Linked DNA regions of Zea mays: region 2 is linked to region 1. Evidence: chromatin contacts called from public Hi-C data. All regions are on one chromosome and are shown on one strand. The core of a region is the stretch at or near the end of the contact, and the rest is flanking DNA. Distances in the headings are between cores, read along the strand shown.

Region 1 (7,133 bases), core at 2,170-4,669:
TCGTCGGAGCGAGAGAGTGCGCACCAGTCACCAGCAGTCCAGGCGTCCAGCACAGATGGTGGGTGGTGTTCCGGCCGGGCCGGTACTCACTTGTCAATCGGGACCAGAAAAGCATGCGACAATATGTGCCATGTACTTGCCTTGCCTTGCAGAGATCGATCCAAGTGACCGGCATACGTGCGCTATGAGCCTCTGTCGTTTGCATGCTCAGCGTGTGCCTTCCCCGTTGGGTTGGGGGCTTGCGTGTCGACAATATGGTCCATCGGTTCTTGGTCTTGCCAACTTTATTTTAATTTAGGGCTTGTTCGGTTAGCTCTCAATCCATGTGGATTGAGTGGGATTGGATGGGTTTGAATCCCAAACAAGTCAAATTTCTTAAGAATTTTTTCCAATCCCATCCAATCCATGTGTATTGGGAATAACCGAACAAGGCCTTAGCAGGCACCAAAACCATGCATCAAGCTAGCTTGATATTATTTATTATTTATCTATAAGGCCGACAGGGTAAATTACGTAACCTGCTTCTGCCATTCCGGTGGACAAGCACTGACGGACGAGAGCTGGATAATTATATAATAGATAAATAAACGAATACGAGTACTACTTACGTAAAAACAGTGCCGTGAACAGAAGTGACAGAATTTTCTTTTTATGGTAATGTCCGGAGAATCCCCCCGCATCGAGATCGCGCTCGCTGGGGCCCACGCTTCTGGGCCGGTCCAGCGGCGGGGCCACGTAGGCTCCGCATGCATCGAAACTCCGGCGTCCACGTTTCGCGCCGCGGTTGGACCGCCCCCAGCCAACGGAACCTCAACACGTGGCCTGCACTCCCTGATCTCCCATTGGCTGCATCGGCGGTAGCAGCCACGTACGAAACGCACGCAGTCATTCATGCTCATGCATGCATGCCAATAGGGTTAGGGGCCGCGTACGCCTGCGCTTTACGCTAGGGGTTTTGTTTACTGGTACTGGTACATGCGGTGCGAGTGCGACTAGACTAACAAAGATTATTAGCTTTTGTTAATCCCTGGAACGTACCTAAACTAACAAGGATTAGCGAGTCAACATGTGCACAGTAGTGGAGTGGCGCCTCCACAGGGAGGTGGATGATGATATATAGATCATCCTAAGATTCGTATCACATATAGTATTATTAAGTGGGGGGTTACCTGCTATTTTTTTATTTGGCAAGTTTTCTATTCGCCCCCACTAGCTGGTCTCGTTGGTCCCCTTCTTCGTTCCACCCCCGTTCTCCGCCTCTGGAGACCGTATTATAAGGCACAATTGTCGGTGATAAATTGTATCCTAGACATATATAGAATAACCATCGACGGTTACGTCGTGCGTATACCATTGGTCGCCTTTCGTTACTGAATTTGTATAGTACAAGTATATATACATATACATGCACGCTCTCCTATCAACGGCAACTTGACTCCTGCATAACCTAACAATATAGTACAAAGCAAACCCACAACAAGAACTGAATCAATGTGTGTGTATATATATATATATATATATATATATATATATATATATATATATATATATATATATATATATATATATATATATATATATATATATATATATATATAGGCGGGATACATGCATATATATATATATATATATATATATATATATATATATATATATATATATATATATATATATATATATATATATGCATGTATCCCGCCTGTCTATAATAATATGCATGTCGCGTCGACGGGCTGTCGTAGGCTAGCTTATCATACTCGCATCGCATTCACATCATATATATCCAAGTGGATTAGGCTAGGTTGGCTACGAACTGGGGTTAACCCTAGTCGAAGCTAATAAAATTATGTTATGCCCCTACTATACATGGATCATTATGGAGTCACCCCATTTGGCAAAGCATCGGCCATATATATATATATAAAGTAATCCATGATTGTACGGGAGGCATGTAGAACGGATTTGATAGGATGTCTCCAGACGAGCAACTAGAGCTATATTAGTTTAGTTTAATGGCGAGCGCAAAAGATTAACCTAATCGTCAATGTCATGTGGATGGATGCATGTACGCAGCACCAGCTCAGTTGATCTAGTCGACAAGCCTATAGCTAACAAAACTGCAGATGCACGTCGTCTGACCTTTCCATCTCCATGTTTTTTTCCCCTGCTCAATTCCTGTTGAACTCATCGTTAAGTAGTCCAGTACAGTATATATGATTCAACTCATCAGGCTATATATTATTCACAGTTTAACTGTGATTTCATCATCTTTTCTCGAAGACTATCAGTTGGGCCTTTGATTGCATGAGACGAGGTTCTTAAAAATCTAGGCTTGCATCATCTTCGGATCATGTGTTGTTGCTTGTATGATTAGTTTTTTTTTTGAAGCTTGTAGGATTAGTTAACTACTGGTGGCTTAAGTACACGTAGGCATGAGTCTTTTAATAAAGGCAATGTATCCTGTGTAAAAGGTTCTCCTGTGTAAACATGCTAAAACGCCTTAACAACCTTTAGATCCAGAATCAAAGCCTAATTTTAATCTCACCTAACCGCCACCGCACCAGATTACCAGGAGGGGGTTCTTTAGAAAAAACACAAGATTATTAGGTGGGATTAAGATTAGCCTTTGATTCTGGATCCAAAGGTTGTTAAGACGTTTTAGCATGTTTACACAGGAGAACCTTTTACATAGGATATGTTGCCTTCAATAAAAGGACAAGTAGGTGACGCATGGCGAGACCTGTCTAGCGTAGAGTTTTCTTTTTTTTTTTGTGGCATGTGGGAAGCTTAGACCGGCCGAGCGCAGCGTGGGTTAATTAACTTGATTATTAGAGCCGGCCAATTTCAGTTGGCTTTGTTTGGTGACTAGAAATAGAGATAAGGGCCAGCTAGGGCCGGTCAGTACTAAAGTATTTTGTTGATTGGCACAAGATTGGGGATGGAGAAATTTCTAGCAAAGAGACGCATGCAAGAGATAGCTGAAAGGGACGACCAAACACTTCGTTAACCTTTTTTTTAAAAAACCAGAAACTAGCCACGCCTTCTAGAGTGTGTGGGGTTGACACCCCTTCGTATGGTTCGATTAGCCAGCACATTCTTGTGCTGCTGATGTGATATGAAAGGTGATGTAAAGCTACGGTTTTTGATAAATAATCTTGCGTCGGTAGGTTTCTCTATGATCGACCGTGGTGTCAACTTGGACTTGTCCCTAGCTGGCTTTTCTGTCTGTCTTCGTTTTGGTATGCATGCACGCGGTTGAATGTTGCACCGAATATTTCATGCGAGATTATTATAAAGATCATGAGATTTTTTTTTTTGCAATGTTTGGAAATTAACGAGGATCCTCCATTTGTCTTGATCGGATGGTTAAGAATTAGAAGGAACCGCCGATCCCCGTCCCCCTGCCGGCGCTTCCCTTCCCTCTTCTTCCACAAGACCACAACCAGTCAACCACGCAACCGCAGGCGGCTGAGCTTGCTCTCCATCTGAACCGCGACAGCGCGTCGGCCTCGTAAGCACCAGGCGTTGTTCCCCTCAATTTCTCTTGCATAATCCTGCTAGCCGCAACAGCTGGGTTTCATTCCTCCTATGCTTCTTCGCCTTTCCTTTGCTGCTTGCTTGTGCTGGTGTTGGACAGCAGAAAAACGAGTGATTGAGTTCAACTTAGCACTCTGTTAAAGAATCTGCAATCTGTTTTAGCTCATAGCTCGCTCCAAGAAAAACTACAGCTGCCTGCCTGGGAAGCTGGGAATCCCAGCCTGGGATGATCAAGGACAAGTTGTTGACTTGTTTCCCACCCTCGACACCGTGAATGAGAACGGTTGACACCTTGAATACGAAGCTAAATGTTGTGGTTCAGAAACTGAAAGCCTGACTGAAAAAGGTGACCAAGAAGTGATGTATGATGCTGTCGAAATGTATGGTGAGCTGAATGTATCTGAGAGACTGAGAATGAGTGACTTTCTTCCACACACAAAAGACTGAAATGAACTTTGTGCACAATTTTTTCAAAAAAAGAAAAAAGTAAAAGAAACCTGCGAATCCTTGACCTCTTGTACTACAACCAACAGATGGTACTGATGATTGATTACTGTGTGTTTTATCAGGAAAATACCCCTGCTGCGCGCGGTGACCCCTGAGCGGCCACATTGGATGGGCGCTGGTGACCCTTGGGCAGCCAACCCCTGCAGCTTGTGGAGTGGCAGGGAAGTAGGGAACTCCTGTGGCATGGCATGGAAAGCACCAGCAGCTGCTCCTGCTCGCGTTTAGCGGCGAGCCCCTACAACTACAACTACAACAGGGCGTGGGGAATCTCCTACAGGAGGGAGGCTTAAGCGTCCGTATCTCCTTACCTACAACTACAACAAAGGAAAAGTTCAATGGGGTTAATGACCTGAGCCCATACAAAGTATCCTTAACTGCAAATAATTAATTCTTTCTATGATTTGGGAGGAACCTGTAGCTAGACTGTAGTTCAGTAACAAATCTCTAATTAATGACCATTAATAATTCACCCACTGTACGTAACTCCTCTAACAAATAAAATCTATATGTGATACTATGTCAATCCTAAGATATATATATATATATATATATATATATATATATATATATATATATATATATATATATATATATATATATATATATATTAATTGTGTAGTTATAAGTATTTGGTCCCTGTAACAATAAATGTTAATTTCCCGTTGCTTCAGGTTTATATATGTTGTAACTCTTTCTCTCTCTCTCTTGTTGATCGAACTGGCGATGCGTGTGTCAGTGTAGTGTGATTAAAATAGGACGCTCTGACGTTTATATATACTTTCCTATAAATGCACACACAGATGAACCATACGGTACTGATTTATATTCTTGTTATATGGGTCACTTGTATCATGCTGGTCAGTTGTCATATACTAACTCCAATTTGGTACTAAACATTCCTTTGGGAACCAGGACACTCAACACATCGACGAGTACAGTTCTCTTTTTGATTTGTTGTCTAGTTTTGTCGCTGCATGAATCATGATCGATCTCTTTCTTTGACAAAAAAATGGTACGAAATGCTAAGGTAGTGCGTTCCCTTCTCGTCTACTACAGGCGGTACAAATCATATATATAGTACTATGTATTGTCCTATTAATAATACTCCATTCGTTTATACATAACAAATTAAGCTGCTAACTAGTTCAAAATCACCATCCAGAATGGAAAGAATATTTGGTCGCGCGCGGCTACATAAGACACATACAGTATTGTTCACCTATTTTTGAAAGGTGTGCTTTCTTTAATTTTGAAAGAAGGCGACGTAACAAAATGAATGACTAGCACGCAAACAGCATTTGTCCACAAAAAGGTTTTCTTAAACCACACTTGTTAAGTAGGAGGATACCCAACCACACTAGTAGAAGCAATATAATGAAGTCATGAAGCATGATATTTCCCAACAAACTATAGCTACTAGCTCAGTTGATGCCCCTTACGACCACACATGGCATCTAGAAAGTTTTTTTTCTAGCTTACACTCCCTAGGAGAGAGTAGTAAAGGCTAATAAAGAGCTAAACGCTAGCTAAAACCTTTGGCTGGCCTGAGGAGGCCCATGTGAGTCACCATATCCGCCAAGATGTCCCAACTGCAAACAAGATCTTAAAAGGGGAGATTTGAAAACGCTTTTGCTATGATCCCATTTGATCGATGTAGTTTTATGTCGAGAAAACCTTATCCCCCGAATGGAACGTGATTAGGCTGTGGGCCACAGGCTAGCTGCCCCTTGTTTTTGTTTTGTAATGTTCCTCAACTTGACTGTGCGCCGAAAGATGTCAGCTTGTGTGTTTTTGGAGAACCTCCAATATGCTATATAAGAACATATACATTTATTTTTATTTTTTTTTGTGTGTGTGGTCCGGCCAAGAGAATAATATGCCATTTTTGGGCATATGCATGCGATGCGAGTTGGCATGCATCCTCTTAGTGGAACCAGGACACGATCGATAATAACACACATCAGTGCAAATTAGTGCTTTGCAAAACTTGGAACCTTGTTTATGCTTGTCCACACAAGGAGTGCGCAGCTTGAAAGCTCATTTAGCGTTGCCCTTTTTTTTGTCAAACTAAAACGGTTGGAACTATACACAACATAGGAAAAATCCACTGCGTGCTCATGTCTCATCAAGCCCCCAATAAACCTTCAGTGTTTTCCCCCGACCCAAAAGAACATATATTGCTGCATGCACAAGCACAGATTTGATTAAAAGAAGCAAACAGCTTTGCTTCTTGTTCAGGAGTTCATCAATCCATCCCTTTCTTTTAGGGGGGTGGGCGGGGGACCCTAGTCTAGAAGTGAAGCAATGGAGGAGTCAATGTCTCCTTTGGCATCATCGACAAGCCTAGCTACTAGGGCATCATGTTGGAATGCTGCTCCTGGGCGGGGGCTGGGGGTGGGTCTCCCTGTGGCACGAACCAGCCAGTCACGGATCAACAGGTAGAGCCAAGGTCCTAGGAGTGAGTGAGTGAGTGAGTGCTATGATTACAAAGAAGATGCCATGCTCAAGCTGACAAATTAGCATTGGGTTTGGGGGTGAGGAGGGGGGGATAAAAAGCGCACTCTGATGGACTGCTGATCATTTGGTCTGATGAAAGCCTGCCCGCTTTATTGGTTTCTGTACTTCGCCTTTTCACTTGGCCTGGCTGGTCTGGCCAGCCAGTTTTTTTTTCTGGTATTTAAAGTAAGTACTGCTCTAGTCTTTGCCACAGCCCACAGCTTGCTGGCCTCTGCCTGCTGCTGTTCTTCGTTGCCACATGGCTTCGTCGTTCAAGCACTGATGACTTGATCAGCTCTGATTGGATGGGAGATCAGAGTGAGCCACTTCCTCTTTTTTCTGCTCCTCTTTGGCATATATAGTAGTAGTAGTAGGGTGGATTATATATGTTGGTGCTGTGTGAACTGTGGTGGCCAGTGAAGTGTGAATTGTTTTTTTTTTCCTTTTCCGCCCATAAGTTCAGTTACAGAAGCACTTTCACAGTGGCCTCCACCTAATCAGCACATTCAGAAATGTACAACTAACTGGTGGATTGCTTTTTAATCTGATCCAAGATTACAGCTCAGTCCCCAAAACTTGTTTTAAAAAAAATA
Region 2 (7,133 bases), core at 3,275-5,774, 230 kb before region 1:
CAAGATGGTTGCCTTCATCGAGACCCCCTAGATCGACGTGGAAGCATTCGCGACTTGGGCCACAGTCCTCGTCGCCGAGGCTGTGGCTGCTATCGGAGCAATTAGAGAGGCAGTAGTCACATGCGGTCATGAAGTCCCGCATGGCACTGGGGTTATCGAGCCCGGAGAAATCCCAACCAGAGTCGGGCTCGTCATCTTCCTCGGAACCCAGAGGCCCGTAGGTCGAGACGGCCGTCAGCCGGTCCCAGGGTGACCGCATATGGTACCCCGGAGGGTTTGGACACGCCTTTACGAAAGCGTCCACCGAAGCAGGGTCGCTTGGTGGGTCGCAGCTGGATCTAAAAGGCATGGAACGGGAAACGGATGGTACCTCTTGATCGACGGGTGGTGACGAAGTCGCGTCAGGGGGCGGACTGCACCGTTGTCTCAGGTACGATGCTAACGCCCAGCATGTCCTTCGCGAGCGTGCTGGCGTCGTTCGTCTGCTTGGAGTTGGTGTGTTGCGGGGAAACGACGCTCGTCTTCGTCTCAGACGCGAGGTCGACGCCCGACGTGTCCCCCGCTGGGGCGCTGGTGTCGTCGACTCGCTCGACAGCCGACGAGGTGCCGCCTCCTGCTTGGCCATGCCTGCCCCACCTCCTCCTCCGTCGGCGGGGAAGGTGACGGGACAGACCCGGATGTTGCTCTTCTGCCACAAGGGGAAGACGTCGTCGATTCCACCGCCGGCGGGCGGGCTGACGGCCGCCATTGTTGTTGTCGTGCGGCGGAGGAAGGAGTATCATGTCATAGCTACCGTCGAGGGACATGAACTCGAGACTCCCGAAACGAAGCATCGTCCCGGGTTGAAGAGGTCACTGGAGACTACCCATCTGGAGCTTGACGGGAAGTTGTTCGTCAACACGCAGCAGGCCCCTACCTGGCGCGCCAACTGTCGGCGTTTCGACCCCGGGGGGTCCCTGGACCGACGAGTAAATTGTCGCCGCGTGTCCCAGCCCAGATGGGTCAGCGCGAGACGAAGCACAAAGGGGGGAGAAACAGCAAAGGGGAAACCCACAGCCTTCATGTTATCCTGCGCCCAGGTCGGGTGCGCTTGCAGTAGAGGGGTTACAAGCGTCCGCGTGGGAGAGAGAGAGGGAGCCCTGTGCGTCGGCCCGTTCTCCCGCGCGGCCAACCTTCTCGTACGAGAGCCCTGGACCTTCCTTTTATAGGCATAAGGAGAGGGCCCAGGTGTACAATGGGGGGTGTAGCAGTGTGCTAACGTGTCTAGCAGAGAGGAGCTAGAGCCCTAAGTACATGCCGTCGTGGCAGTCGGAGATGTTTTGGCACCCTGTTCATGTGATGTCGTGGCCGTCGGAGGAGTGCTTGAGCTCTGTGGAAGGACAGCTGTCGGAGCTGTCGGATCCTTGCTTACGTCTCCTTGCTTCCGTAAGGGGCTGAGAGCCGCCGTCGTCATGGAGCACGAGGGGTGCCATCATTACTTGTTTACCGGGGCGAGCCAGATGGGACGCCGGCCTTGTTCCCCGTAGCCTGAGCTAGCTAGGAGTAGGGTAATGATGGCGCCCCCTGTGACGTGGCAGGTCTGAGCCCGAGGTCGGGCGAGGCGGAGGCTCCTCCGAGGTCGAGGTCGAGTCTGGGCCCGACGGTCGGGCGAGGCGGAGACCGTCGTCCGAGGTCGAGGCTGAGTCTGAGCCCTGGGGTCGGGCGAGGCGGAGACCGTCGTCCGAGGTTGAGGCTGAGTCCGAGCCCTGGGGTCGGGCGAGGCGGAGTCCATCTTCCGAGGTCGAGGCTGAGTCCGAGCCCTAGGGTTAGGCGAGGCGGAGTCCGTCTTCCGAGGTCGAGGCTGAGTCCGAGCCCTGGGTCGGGCGAGGCGGAGTCCGTCTTCCGAGGTCGAGGCTGAGTCCGAGCCCTAGGTCGGGCGAGGCGGAGCTTCCTATGGCGCCCGAGGCTGGACTTAGCTGCTGTCAGCTTCACTCTGTCGAGTGGCACGACAGTCGGAGCGAGGCAGGCGGCGCTGTTTTCCTGTCAGTTCGGTCAGTGAAGTGGCGAAGTGACTGCGGTCACTTCGGCTCTGTCGACTGAGGAGCGCGCGTCAGGATAAGGTGTCAGGCGATCCTTGCATTAAATGCTCCTGCGATATGGTCAGTTGGCGTGGCGATCTGGCCAAGGTTGCTTCTCCGCGAAGACTGGGCCTCGGGCGAGCCGAAGGTGTGTCCGTCGCTTGAGGGGGCCCTCGGGCGAGACGTGAATCCTCCGGGGTCGGCTGCCTTTGCCCGAGGCTGGGCTCGGGCGAGGCGAGATCGTGTCCCTTGAGTGGACTGAGCCTTGACCTTAACCGTGCCCATCAGGCCTTTGCAGCTTTGTGCTGATGGGGGTTACGAGCTGAGATTAGGAGTCTTGGGGGTACCCCTAATTATGGTCCCCGACAGCAATATTTAAAATTCATAAAATATTATAGTTTCACTCAAAATTTGCAAATAAGTTACAAAAAGTAATAAACATTTTATATGAAGATAACTCAAGTCCTCGTATGAAAATGATAAAGTGAAGTACTGATTATATTGAAACTTGGATACTTACACTGATTTCACATGTAACTCATACAAATAAGTGAAAGTGAAAGGAAAGAAACGTGGGCATCTTATACATCTTATGATCCAAACATTTTTTATGGTTACATATGGACATATGTTGTATCTCCGTAAAATTTCACGATTTTTTGAGGCTATTTATGTATTATTAATTTCTTGTCATAGAAAATCATCAAAATACAATTAAATCATTAAAATATTGTAGTATCGACCGAAAAATACAAATAAGTTACCAATACTAATAAATAGTCTATAAAAAGATAACCTTAAGTTCCCACGTGGAGATAATCTTAAGCACCCACATAAAAATGATAAAGTCTATTAATTTAATATAAATTTGAACATTATTTTAATGATTTTGGTCTAAAAGATATGTTTAAACAAAAAATTGATGTATTACAAAGTCATAGATCTCTTCAAGCTCTACAATTTTCATATAAACTTTATCTTCATCCGATTTCATATGTAAAAGTTATGATTTTATAACTATATTATGCAGAAAAAGAAAAACGGGTACCCGAATTCCGGGTACCCGTATCCGACCCGGGATTTTCGGGTACTGACCGGGTATTAATGATTCCGTATCCTACCCGTATCCGAGGTTCAATATCCGGGTAATACCCGTATCCGTCCCGACAAACAAAATACCTGTATCCGTATCCGAAATTACGTCCCGTTTTGGTACCCGTATCCGATACCAGTTCCGGGTAACCGTCCCGTTTTCATCCCTATCCCCGGGCACCGAACGCGCAGCGGGATGGAGATCAAGTGCGCCGCCGTTTGACTGCACGCGCGCGAAAATGAAAACTGAGGCAGTTGCAACGTAAACGTGGGCATGTGGGTTGGAAAGTAGGCTATGCAAGCAGTCATTGTGTAAGCGTACAAGTAAATCATTTAATCCATTAGATTGTGATGTAACCATAGGTCACATTTTACACTTAAACCCTTTCACCACCAGCTTAATAATCTTTATAAAAAAACCCTAACAAACCATGGTTGTATATGTGGTTGGATCGTAATCTAATGGATCAGATGGTTTGCTTGCATGGTTGCACAGAAGAACTGCTTGCATAACAGTTGTTGCCTGTAAACTAATACTCTATTCTTTTTTATTTGTCGTCAATTAGTTCAAAAATAAACTAGCGGACGACAAATATTCGAGAACGGAGGTAGTATGTTGTTTGATGTTTCGACTCTAAACATCTTCAATGAGTAGCAAAAAACAAAATATAGGGCTCAATTATAGAACTCTTGGTTGGAGATGCTTTAAGATCATATATGGTTTAAAACTATTTATGGTAAATCTAATAAGATCCTAATAAGATCATATATATGGTTTAAAATCTAGAGTCAAAAGATCCTAATAAGAAGTTTATAGAAATAAATCGTTTAAATACAATTTTATGGTTTGAAACTAGTTATGGTAAATCTAAGGTAGTGTTTGGTTGAAGAGCCAAGTAGAACGGAGCCGTTCTGTCCCAGTTTTGTTGTTGTTTGGTTACAAAGTAACTAGAATTGGAATGACTCCAATTAGGTAATATTCTCCTCAGATCCGGAACCATCCCGCTCCAAAAAATCAACCGGACGGAGCCGCTCCGTTCCCAGCCCGCTCGCACAGTCACGCTTCGTTTCGTTCACTCTGCAACCAAACAAAAAACAGTGCCGTCCTGTTCCAGATTACCAAACACAGAACAGAGCGACTCCGTTCCTAAAATCAGAAATGGAACGACTTAATTCTACTTAGCTACTCAACCAAACACTACCTAAATCTGACGAAGATGTAGCAAACAACCCTAAACCGCAATAACCGGACCAGAAAAACAATCACCGAACCAGAAAAAGTCTGGATTCAGAGACGCACGGTAATCTCTCTAGCAGTTAAGCCCACAACCAAAAGAGCCCAACCCAACATGACTCACCTTCAGGCCCACTGCCAATCTACTTCCTTCCAGTCCGAACCGTACTTCTGCGCTTCCGGGCTTCCCGCTCAGGTTCACTGATCTACCTTTTCCTTTTCGCGTTCCCTTCCGAATTTCGTTGCTAGAAAGAAAAAAAAAGCTAAGAGCAACTCTAAAAGGATATAAAGGATATGTAAACTAACCCCAAAACAGATTTTAGTCAAGAATAATAGTTTTTCTTACTCCAACAGCTACCTCATTCTTCCTCCAAAAAATTAGCGTCCCGTATTTATAACTTACACTCCCTCGTATTTTGGTGTGTTTCATCCATCCCCAATTCAATTTTCAACGTAGCAGATCAATGACCTTTCGACGACCATACAGATTGTGCCACATATTATATTTAAAGGAACTGTTGGATTATCCATCATAATTTATTTTTAAAATTTTTTAACCTACTCTTAATAATCAATTTTTGGGGTAAAATTTTTAACTTCTTTTGGATCTAAGAGCGTGAGATTTTAGCAGCATCAATCCTCTCCCATTCTGTTGCTCCCCAACAAACCAAATCCTCTGCCGACCTCCGCGGCTCCGCGTTTGGGTTCGGCGCCGGCGCGCCGCCACCGCCTCCTCTCGACCGCTCGCCCGCCCGTTCGCCATGTCGTTGCACGCCATGGCCACCACTTCCCCGCACCCCCTCCCTCCTTTCACATGCCACGCAGGATCCTCACCACCCCATCCGCCGTTCGCGGTTGTTCGTCATCGCTTCCGTCCCCGACCCCGCCCCAGCGGCGGGGCCGGTGGAATACACGCACTGTCTCATCGCCGGCCTTGGCAACCCAGGCAACAAGTACTACGGCACGCGGCACAATGTTAGAACCGTTGTCACACTTGTTCGTTCGTATTCCCATTTCCCGCAACTTCGAGGTGGTGGTTCTCACTTCTCGCTCTCCGTCCCATTGTGCGCGTGCTCGTGTCATCGATTATGTGGGGTTTGAGATGGTTGATCGCATCGCGTTAGAGGAGGGGATCGCGATGAACACAATCCAGTCCATGTCGCTACTGGGAATTGGTAACTAAAACCCCTGATCACCTGGATTGTATCTGCTTAGGTTCCACGTTCCTTCTTTATGCTGCGTTTCATCTTTAGTTTTCTTGGGCTGTCCTTACCTGTCATCAGAACAACCATGACATTGTAGCATATATGAGAATAACCATGACATTGGGCCAAACCTTATACCTGTGCTTTGGTGTTGCCTGCAATTCGTTTGCACAGGGTCAAATCCAGAATCTGAGGAGTGCTTCTAGAATCACCTAACCAACTCAGCTAGAGGTGTGTTCACAACAACAAATCAAACTGCCCTTAATAAGGGTGTGTGGGGTGGGGAGTTTTGCAGAGTTGGTTCTGGAAAAGAGTATATTAGGATTCTCAAACTTTACTTCATCACCCTACGATAACTGTTGTTTACTGAAGCCTCGAGTTATTCATTCTGTAGTGGTCCACCCTTTTCTAGTATGAACTATGTGATATAGCTGCTCTTGGATTGTTGATTTAAATGTGCTTTATAAATTTGATGAAGATCGACGCTGCTTTGGAGCAAGGAGTGGGTGCTGTGAGAACCCTTGTGCTTAAGGGTTTTAGTGGTAGTATTGAAAGATTCAAACTTGGGCAGAAGTACAAGTTCCACATGGTTTGAATGCTTGAGAATCCGTGAAATGCTTGGGTTTACTTCTGAAAGAAACCTGATACGCACCAATATCATTTGAAGTGTTGGATGTGGTCATTTGCAGTTTTGAACTATGCACGTAAGCGTACTGACTACTGAGTTACTTCCAAAAGGCTCCTGCAGTTTTATCCTTGGAAATTTCATATTCATACCATCTGTCATTGTTGCTGCGGATAGTTTCCCTGCAAAGAGGTCATAGTTTTTTATCTCAGTCCGTACAACTCGTTTTCATCAACTCGATGTGGTAAAGTTTAGTAGTGTGCCATGTTGTGGGTAGAGATGTTGAAATCTCTACGTTATCTCGTCCTTCAGAAAATTAATTTAGAAGATCCTCAGAGCTTCTTTGATAAGGACATGAAAGTGATATATGATTTTATTTTCTTATTCTGGTATGCCAGTGATTTGTGGCTTCTGTTGGGTTTTAATTCTAGCCTATCCCAATTGTTTGGAACTAAAAGCTTTGTTATTGTTTTTATTATGGTATGCCAGTCAACTTTTCTGGCAAAGGATTGAAAACTTGTTTTGTTACTATTTAAAAGGTTGTTTAACTTCTTGCATCTGTTAACCTGTACTATCATCTAGAAGAACCAGAGTGAAGTGCTGCGGTGATTAGTTTGAACAGGTTTTCTCATGGTTAAACGCTTTTTATAACAATCTTGCAACAAAGGTATAGATTAAGTTTTTAAATTAGGTCTTGAATTACCTGCTGCATGATAATCTAAGGTGGCAAAATCTGTTACTCTTTTATGTCCTTTGACGGAATTGTTGGACTTCCTAGTTGATAGAGCAAATGGTGGAGATAATAATTGGATCACCTGTACATCTCATGCCTGGTTTACCTATACTATACCTAAACCTATGTATGTGGCCATGTGCTGATCTTCTGTTAAATGCCAAGGAAAATAGTTGAGTAGGTCTTG

The links. A called contact is a pair of places that touch in the nucleus more often than the background predicts.
Region 2: a contact with region 1 is called in a Hi-C map of bundle sheath, with 2.8 times the contacts expected there. The contact joins two enhancer-like sites. A contact is called at or near these places in 7 of 25 Hi-C or Micro-C datasets (bundle sheath, endosperm, leaf and 2 more) and 1 of 3 datasets of contacts at active chromatin or transcription factors (leaf).

The regions. Positions count from the first base shown.
Region 1 is chr3:21,980,332-21,987,464 of Zm-B73-REFERENCE-NAM-5.0, reverse strand. LOC103649831 (a long non-coding RNA gene) reads left to right here and starts at 6,670. Exons shown (of 4, transcript XR_563735.4): 1 at 6,670-6,858. Within about 2 kb of position 3,419, at least 4 of the 20 cell types and tissues checked have an H3K27ac peak or open chromatin away from gene starts, as enhancers often do. A contact at or near this core is called in bundle sheath, where this site is marked.
Region 2 is chr3:22,215,177-22,222,309 of Zm-B73-REFERENCE-NAM-5.0, reverse strand. No RefSeq gene overlaps it. Among protein-coding and RNA genes, the nearest start is that of LOC103649836, 92 kb to the left of the region's middle. Within about 2 kb of position 4,524, at least 18 of the 20 cell types and tissues checked have an H3K27ac peak or open chromatin away from gene starts, as enhancers often do. A contact at or near this core is called in bundle sheath, where this site is marked.